2 separate regions of the Mus musculus genome follow, and region 1 is linked to region 2. Evidence: chromatin contacts called from public HiChIP or PLAC-seq data. All regions are on one chromosome and are shown on one strand. Each heading gives the region's core, a stretch centred on a gene start, on an enhancer-like site or on the middle of the called end of the contact. The rest is flanking DNA. Distances are from core to core; before and after follow the strand shown. Region 1 overlaps Agfg1 (ArfGAP with FG repeats 1). Region 2 has its middle 12 kb from the start of Gm34286.

Region 1 (4,682 bases), core at 805-3,304, 73 kb before region 2:
TCTGTGACTCAGAGCAAATGTGCTCACTCACTCTTCAAGGGGATCTTCCCCAGAACCCGCAGTAACCCCCTCCAACCAATACCACCTTTGACGACATTGCTCCCTGGGTCAAACTACTGTTTCCTCAGGGAAACAAGAGGCCATCCATTGTCCAGTTATCCACTCCCTCTATCCTCAACTCTCTCACCATCTTAATCCCCCAAGAAGGAATACAGACTGTTCAGTACTGACCACTATAAAAAAAACCCTAGACCATAGTTAGTTCATCAGTACATAGTTAGCTCTCTCATAAAGCTAAAGCTCAGCGTGTGACTGACTGACTGAACACTAGCTCTAGCATTACAACCCCCACACTCTGCTCAAGGGACAGCCTGGCTTTAGCATAGCGTATAGGGAATAAAAATGTTCCCTTCTTGCCCAACCAGCAAGTTAATTTCTTGGGTGAGAAATAAGGGATATTTGGAGCACAGCTCTCCAGCAGGACACAATCATGTATAGACAGACTTACTACACAAGAGCTTTAGCAATGTCTAAAATACTACATAATAAATACCTAAAAAATAAGGAGTGTACGGAAAGAAGATGTTTTATAGACTAAAAACATCTAAGGAAACCAACAGGAAGGATTAGGAGAGACACTAACTTTCCTTGTGTAATACAGGGCTGCTTGTTGCTAAGCATAGGTGTGCGAAGATAAAGCACTGGAAACCAAATCCAATGAAAAGTCAAAGGGTGGCGTGGCTGCACCCACCAACCATCCAGTTAAGTCAAAGGGTGGCGTGGCTGCACCCACCAACCATCCAGTTAAGTCAAGTCAAAGGGTGGCGTGGCTGCACCCACCAACCATCCAGTTAAGTCAAGTCAAAGGGTGGCGTGGCTGCACCCACCAACCATCCAGTTAAGTCAAGTCAAAGGGTGGCGTGGCTGCACCCACCAACCATCCAATTAAGTCAAAGGGTGGCGTGGCTGCACCCACCAACCATCCAGTTAAGTCAAAGGGTGGCGTGGCTGCACCCACCAACCATCCAGTTAAGTCAAAGGGTGGCGTGGCTGCACCCACCAACCATCCAGTTAAGTCAAAGGGTGGCGTGGCTGCACCCACCAACCATCCAGTTAACCCTCAGCTCTGCCGGCCTGCCTGAATCTGTCAATCAAGTCTTACCACACTAAATACCAATTATTCACTCACCATCTTTTCTTTTCATATTTCTCTTGTAGAAACTCTTTCACTTTTTGTGGATCCCTGAAGTCTGGAATTGCTGAAGATCTGTCATCAAATAATCCTAGCCATATCTGTTTGCAGACCTTTGAAAAGAATTGAGAAAAAGGGTTAAAAAAAAAAAAAATCAATGTCTTAATTTAATGAAATTTCAAGAGAAAATTCTGTCTCTTTGAGAAAGTCACTTACAAAACTGCTTGCAATGAGGATATTCACTGCAATCATAAACTCAGGAATTGAACGTACTGGCATATGAGCAAGACAGTGAAATCTTAGCAACAAGCTCATAGAGAAATCTACAAGGAAACAAGTGGTGAGACTTGGGAGCACTTGGCTCTTTTGATCTCAGCATGATCATGAGCTGTCAATCATCAGGTCAAAGGAGTCAAATAACCTGTGGGGAAATCCTTCCTTTACTGATAAAACAGAAACTGGGCTTAGAGCAATGTAGGGGCCCTTTAGCAAGCCAAAATCAGCCAAAACGGACACAAAAATAACAGAATTGTGAACAATCTGTTAATAAAGTATCATAACACAAATACTAGCCTTATGAGTGTCTGCGACATTTAACTCTTTTAAAGAATTAAGAGAAATGAAATTCAAACAAGAATCAAAAAGGCACTACAAAGGAGAAAAATACTTTTAAAAAGACAAGAACCAGTAATAAAATGTTTAAGAATTTGAAAATCTAGAGTACGTAAGAAACAAGAATAAACTGGGAGGTAGGGTATATAAACAGTCACTTCAACAAAGATGTATATACTGCAAGTTAACACCATATGCCACTGAAACCTGATAGCAGTAACACAGGATACAGACCCATGAAAGTAAGAGTGATTTACTGACCAGATCTTTTGGTGCTCAGTATGGAGCAACTGAAACTCCAGAATGTAAATGGTACAACACCTATAGAAAACAGTTGGGAGGTTTCTTAAACACTCAATACACCTACTCCATGACCAGGTCACTCTGGAGCTATCTGCCCAGAAAGTATGAAAGCATGTGTCTTCACAAAGGACTGTACACAGCTGATCACAGTAGCTTTACTGGTAAGCCCAATGGAAAGAATGCAACCACCTGTATGTAAGAGGTGATGAACCAACAAATTATAGCACAGACCGACTAAGAAAAAAAGACTAGGCAGTAGGTAAAAGGTGCAATGTGGTCATACTGAAACTTTGTGGTAATCTCAATGAAAATGACACATAGGTTCATAGGGAAAAGCATTATTGGAGATGTGGCATCATTGGAGATGTAATCTTGTTGTGCTGTGAAGTTCCAAAAGCTCAAGCCAGGCCTAGTGTCTCATTCCCACCCTGCTGCTTGCCAATCCAGATGTAGAACTTTTAGCTCCTTCTCCATCACCATGTCTGCATGCATGCCACCATGCTTCCTACCATGACTATAACAGACCAAACCTCTGAAACTGTACACCAGCCCCAATTAAACAGTTTGCTTTATAAGAGGTGCCATGCTTATGCTGTCTCTTCACAGCAATAGAAACTCTAAGACAAAACTTGTAGACAATTATGCTGAGAAAAATGAAACCAAGCATAAAATAGGCAACACAATCCACAGATAAAAATGCCTGTGGACAACTTAAGTTCAATCCCTGGCACCCACAGTGGAAGAAGAGAAGATGCCCAAAAGTCGCCCTCTGACCTGCAGGTGTATACCATGGGGAGGCTGTGCATGTACACATACAAATATTAATTTTATAAAGAGACCCCCCATTCCTTGTACTATTGACAACTGATATGACACACCTCTATGTAATACCCTTTCTATCAAACAAACAAGTGTCTCTTAAATCTAGTCAGTAAACTTGTCACTAAGCAAGACTCCTATCAAAGTCTGAACTTTCCCAACATATCCCCCATTCCGAAAGAAAGAAAGAGAGAGAGAGAGAGAGAGAGAGAGAGAGAGAGAAGGAAGGAAGGAAGGAAGGAAGGAAGGAAGGAAGGAAGGAAGGAAGGAAGGAAGGAAAGAAGGAAGGAAGGAAAGCCTCTTTGCCTCCTGGATATCAACGCATCTGGTCTCTGAAGAGTTGAGTTTTCTTCCCACTATCATATTAAAACTACCATCTATATATATGCCTTTGCTAATAGCAGTCTGTTTTCCATCTGCTATGTTTTAATAAAATGTAATTGGGGGGGAGAATCCTTTAAGTTAGGGAATGAAGAGAAAAAGTCAACTAAAATTGCAGGTAGTTGATGTCTCACAAGTACAATAGAACAAAAGGTGGGGGTGAGGGTTATAATAAGAGACCATGAACTCCAAGCTAGGCAAGAAGAAAGAGAAAGAAAAGGCAACTTAGCAGAGTGAAGGTCCTGGTAGTTGGCTAGTGTCTAAGCTTCACAGTGAAAGAGCTGTGAATAAAGGATCAGTGCGGGGATCATGCCACAAAATACTTAAGCTGTAAACCCAATAGGTGATAGAGTGATTGACAATGTAACTGGGATGAAAGACCACTGGAAGACAAGGGGTGGGGGATCCAAGGGCTATGTGAATGATCCTTGTGAACACTGGCAGGAGTTTAGCAACAGCAGGAAAAGTGTAAGGAGCTAAAATCTAAAATGAACAAATACTGTGTGACAAGAAGACACAGGAAGTAATAGCATCTATTAACATGGGAACCTGGGGGGTGTGGGCTAAAAACAGTAGTGAGGAATAATAATGACCCCTGGAAGCCATCCTTTCTTAGGAGTCAACACGTAATGGGATTCGTTTAGATGGTCTCTCTGGGGAAATCATCCTAATTATAGCACAATGTGCTTGTGGTGCGTGAGAGCATGAACTAGCTCGGCCAACTCTATAGGATATGTCTTATCTTCTTATGTAAAATGCAAAGTAGGAACTTACTTGATAGGGATATTCGGCAGGTTCAATGAGTTAACATACTTGATACTGAGGGACAGACTATATTACTGTAATAGTGAACTAATAAATAAGGCATTGATATATTGGTAATGTTTTGTGCTGATTTATTTTGAGAAATCTTTAGTGGTGAGTGATTACACAACTCTGGCTGAGGAGGGAAAGTCTTATCAGGAATGCAGGAAACTAGCTCCACCTTTAACCCTGCTGCAGACAGAATCAAAGTGGTCTTGAAAAATCACCCACAAAGTGCTTTATACTTCTACAGAAAAAGATTACAAACTGCCATATTAGATTCACTAAGTATGTGCCTTGTGCAATACTTCTAAACCCTTATGATGATTTTAAGTTGAGCCATCAATGTTCAATGAACAAAATGACTCAAAACCCATCTTAGAAAAGAATTAAAAATAAAATTAAAGGACAAATGAACCAACACTAGCCAACGAATAATTCATAAAGCTGTGAGTTATCTTTCTTTTCTTCTTTCTTTTCTTTCTTTCTTTCTTTTTTTTTTGTTTGTTTTTTTTTTTGTTTGTTTGTTTTTCGAGACAGGGTTTCTCTGTATAGCCCTGGCTGTCCTGGA
Region 2 (4,743 bases), core at 2,074-4,573:
AGGAGAAGAAGAAGAAGAAGAAGAAGAAGAAGAAGAAGAAGAAGAAGAAGAAGAAGAAGAAGAAGAAGAAGAAGAAGAAGAAGAAGAGAAGAAGATTGTTATAGTATCAGCCATATCAGTAAACACAATGGAGCATATTATATCTGTAAACTTAGCATTTGGCAAATAGAGGCAAGAAGATCAGAAAGAGTCTCAAAATGTATGTGTGAAGACCACACAGGGAAGAGAAATCTTACGGTGCTTGTTTAATAATAAGCACACTTCCCTTCAGATCCTTTGAGCCTTCAACTTGGCAGTGTGGCCTGACCAGAGCAGGAGTCACCACAGGGGGCCCATGGCTCAAACCATTTCTCATACAAAGTATTTTCTACCCTAGCTGTACTTTATTTTTAAGGTTGAATCAAATTGGGTGGACGATGTAGCTCAGTTGGTAGAGTGCTTGCCTAGCACGCATGATACCCTGGGTTTGATCCCCAGTACAGTATAAACTAGGAATGGTCATCTATGGCAGGGACAGGATAATCAGAAATCCAGGTCATCTCCCTACTGCACAATGAGTTCGAGGTCGGACCAGGCTACATAAAACCCGATCTCAGAAAAATAAAAAATTGAATTAGTTGCTAAGATTTAGTGATTGGGAAATCTCTGATGCAATCTGGATTTCTGGCTTCCTGTGAAAAAGCAGAAGGCTTAGGGACAGCTGCTCACAATAGGCAGACTAGGGCTAGGGGGTTGGGACAGCAGCAGAAGCTTGCTCCACCTAATAGACTTTAAACTATCAGTCTGGATAATTGCTACACCCAGAAGGGGCCTTGCTGGGAAAGATGCTGGTGTTGAGAACGGCCCTGTGTGACAGAATTACACTAATGAACATTCCAGTTAGCTGGGACCAAGTGCCCTGGAGCCTAGGTATTATAAGCTGCAACAGGGTGTCACAATACCATAACTGTGTTGGGTGACTTCAAGATACAAGTGTCCATTCTAATAAGTAAGACTGATTGTTCCTCTCCTTGCTATGGTCTATTTGTCCAACTCTAGAAGGCAATGGAATGGCTTCATTTTCCTATCACATTTATCTCTGGGCCAAATGTCCAAGCAATAGTACATGTCTCCCACATTTATGAGTGATGACCAGTTTACCATAAACCCAAACTAAGGAAATATCATTATGAGAAATGGCTAAATTATGAAATCTGTACTTATTTGAAATACCATTTCCTAGTGACATTTCCCTTTCGGCTGCCTTGCTCGGCATTAATGTAAGAATTATTTATGACTTGGCATTTCCTCGCAGCAGCTGCCCACAGGTCAGAGCAGAACGGAAGGAAATAAAAGAGCCTTGCTGGCTGTACCCAGTGCACATCAGCACTCGTGGCCAAGGCCAGGCAGCAAGCTCCTGGGGAAGGGCAGGGTACAGGATGCTCTGGTGTCCTTGGAGTTCAAACCCTGACTTTGGAGTATACCAGCTGTATGACCTGAGATAGTCATTTTACCCAGAAGTCAGCCCATGATGTGAAGGGCCATCTGGGGAACACTTATAGCTTTGCTCACCATATAGCCTATCACCACTCTTCAGTCACAAAAATGCCACTAGCCTTCATGAGCATCCCCTTCCCCTTACACTGCTTATTCTGTGGTCCAGGTCCCCCTGCCTACCAAACAAGTACTCCAACACTAAGCTACACCCCCAGCCCACTAATCTCTTTTTATAAAGTGCAAAGTCTATGGGATCCGATCTCACCAGATGACTTTAATTACTTACTTGTCTAAACAACAACAACAAAACCCTACCATGGGGTAATGGTGGTCTATGCCTTTAATTCCAGCTCTCAGGAGGCAGAGGCAGGTGTATCTCTGAGTTCGAGACCGGCCTCATCTTCAGAGGAGTTTCAGGACAGCCAGGACTACACAGAGAAACTCGTTTTGAAAACAAAAGCAAAAGAAACAACAACAACAACAAAACTGTACCAAAGCTAGACATTGGGGACACATGCCTGTAATCCCAGCACTTTGGAGATAGAGGCAGGAATATCAGGAGTTCAAGGCCATCCTAAGCTATGCAATGTATTTATGGCTATATGAAACCCGGTCTCAATCGCCTGCCCCATCTCCTCAGAGTTCCTGAAGTAAGGATTTCAACTTATTAACTAGTAAATAACTAGAGTTAGTGATATATATTACGATTTGACTATTTTTATATAGACATTTTTATATATGCATATGTGTGTATACACATAATACACACATGCTTTACACATAAACTTGTTCTGCGGTGATTCAAGCTCAGAGCACGTTAGGGAAGGACTCTAGCACTGACATTATCACCTCAACTCACCTTTATGTTTCATGTGTGAGAAACCTCACCACCCAAATTCATGTTAGTTCTTTCTGGAGATGGGGGGCATTTGCTCAGATTGATCAGGTCTGCCCTCCTAAATGGATTAGCATGTTTGTGGGTCAATGGATCATTGGAGGAGTGACTTGTGTAACACTACCCAATATGTTTGCTGTGTCACCCTTGTGCAAAGCTTTCTGCTGTGTCATACTGCTGACATAAGAGGAAGGCCCTTCTTACCGGAAGCCCCGTGGATGCCGAGCCTCTGACATCGAACTTCCCAGCCTCCACCACCACAAAGTGATCTGAACCTCTTTTCTTAGTAAATTCCCAAGCTTTAAACATTTTGTTACAGTGTCAGAAAGCAGACCAAGACAACACAGAACATTTGCTAAGGGGACAGACAATAGGTCCTTCTACCATGCTCTAGCCTCTGTGAGATAATGGATGTGCTAGCTCAACTGACTCTGAAAACCATTTCGCCTGGGTAGATGTGAGAGGGAGCAAAGACATAACTCAGCTTCTTGCATAGCATGTACTCGCGAGTGCGTAAAACTTGCTCCTGTGAAGCTTGACAAAGGCAGACCCCCCATGGGAGCCGGGGCAACAAACCTGGATGCTTCCGCCATGCAGGCCCTGGGGTATGGACTGCAGGCCAACAACCTCCCTTCCCCTCCTTCCCACCCCCGTTTACCTTGCTCACACCTGATTTTTTTTTCAGATTTATTTTAATGTATTTGTATATACATATGGCGGGAGTGGTGGATGCGTACATGGGAGAGAGCACTTTGTGGAGACCAGAAGAAGGTAATACCCTTAAGGCTGGAGTTACAGGCAGTTTGTGCATCTGAGTTACAAGCATTGGGTGCATCTGTTGCGGATGCTCAGAGTTGAAGCCGAGACCTTTGAAGACCAGTACACACTCTTCACCACTGAGCCGTATCTTTGGAGCCTGACTGTTGGCTTTGGTTTCCTATACAGATGGAGTTTCACTATGCTGTAGGCTGGTCTCAAACTTCTGAGCTTAAACATTCCTCTCACCTCTGCACCCTCCCATCGGTCTTCCCAAGCCATACGCTGGGATTCCAGCTGTAGGCCACCACATCTCGAGTTTGCACAGGAGACTTCCTCCTGCACGAGCATTTCCTCCCTGGGCTGCGTCGTGGCCATGTGGCAACGTTTCTTCCTTTGCTTCGCCTGTCTCTGCTTGCTCCTTCCCTCTCCTTGTTGCTGGCACCGGCTCTTCTGAGTCAGACAGTGCTGGGCTTCTTCAGGCTTGGCAGATAATTCTTCCTAACGCTATCTCACCTCTGGCTCGGGTCTTGACACTCATGCCTGCTGAACACACGGTTCCTCCCATGAGCTCCTGGTTGAGACATCTTCCTGGACTGAGTACTTTCTGAAATTCCTATTTCGAGTCCTGGCGGTTTACTGTTTCCTTGGCTACTAAAATCTCCTAAGGTAAACTGCTCTTTCCTGTTTCTGCCCACAGACTAGGGGATTCTCTTATAAAGGACTCTCTAAACATACCATGTTCTCATTGTTTTGAATTAAAACAAAACAAAAACCTAAAATAGCACCTTAAGGAAGGAAGGGTTTATTCTGGCTCGAGGTTTGAGGGCCCGTCTATCCCAGCAGGGAAGTCACAGCTGCGGAATGCGAGGCAGGTCACACCTCATCTACAGTCAGGAAGTAGAGAGATGGTCCCTGACTCTCAGATTGCTTTCTGTTTCAGCATCTGGTCTAGGGTCTCAGTCTATAAGACAGTGCTTCCCACATCTGGGGTGAGTGTCTCCTGTACATTTTTTTTTTCACCTGAGCACACCATGGATTCTGCTACGCAGGAGGATTCCAACAAATGTGTACTAAATGGAAGACCCTTGGTTAATTGGACCCTCCAGGAGACTATGCATTGCTTCAGTTCAGTTCTGAGCACTTTGAACTGGGCTCTGGTTACTTACAAATGTCAAGGCGGCCTCCTCTCAAAGTTCAGCTGCTTCTCAAGTTTCCATTTCCCCATAACTGTCATCAGTTGACAAAACTGTAAGTCTAAAGCATAGTTATTTGATGAGTCATGAACCCCACCTAGAGTGTTGTTGTGGACACTGGGCCTCACATAGGTAGAGGTTTCCTAAGCTTTTAATAAATATTTTTAATACCTGCAAGTGAGGTCATGTTTTAGTAATCGGATATCTCTATGCTCAGGGAGCTCAGACCATTCATAGTCTGGGTTGGGTAGTTAGTGACACATATAAAAGATGGTAAAGATAAATTAATCCAGGAGCTGGCAAGGTGGCTCAGTGGTTAAGAGCACTGACTGCTCTTCCTGAGGTCCTGAGTTCAAATCCCAGCAACCACATGGTGGCTCACAACCATCAGTAATGAGATCTGACGCCCTCTTCTGGTGC

The links. HiChIP or PLAC-seq counts read pairs in DNA pulled down with a chosen protein or histone mark.
Region 1: a BATF HiChIP or PLAC-seq map of CD8 T cells shows a contact between it and region 2, with 7 read pairs. The contact joins two enhancer-like sites. A contact is called at or near these places in 2 of 15 datasets of contacts at CTCF or cohesin (CD8 T cells and embryonic stem cells), 21 of 484 Hi-C or Micro-C datasets (the AML12 cell line, B cells, CD8 T cells and 9 more) and 4 of 115 datasets of contacts at active chromatin or transcription factors (CD8 T cells and embryonic stem cells).

The regions. Positions count from the first base shown.
Region 1 is chr1:82,867,308-82,871,989 of GRCm38.p6, reverse strand. It overlaps Agfg1 (ArfGAP with FG repeats 1), which reads right to left. Exons shown (of 13, transcript NM_001368850.1): 3 at 1,190-1,305. Among named protein-coding and RNA genes, the nearest start is that of Agfg1, 30 kb to the right of the region's middle. Within about 2 kb of position 2,054, at least 12 of the 459 cell types and tissues checked have an H3K27ac peak or open chromatin away from gene starts, as enhancers often do. A contact at or near this core is called in CD8 T cells and regulatory T cells, where this site is marked.
Region 2 is chr1:82,795,076-82,799,818 of GRCm38.p6, reverse strand. No RefSeq gene overlaps it. Among named protein-coding and RNA genes, the nearest start is that of Gm34286, 12 kb to the left of the region's middle. Within about 2 kb of position 3,323, at least 112 of the 459 cell types and tissues checked have an H3K27ac peak or open chromatin away from gene starts, as enhancers often do. A contact at or near this core is called in CD8 T cells and regulatory T cells, where this site is marked.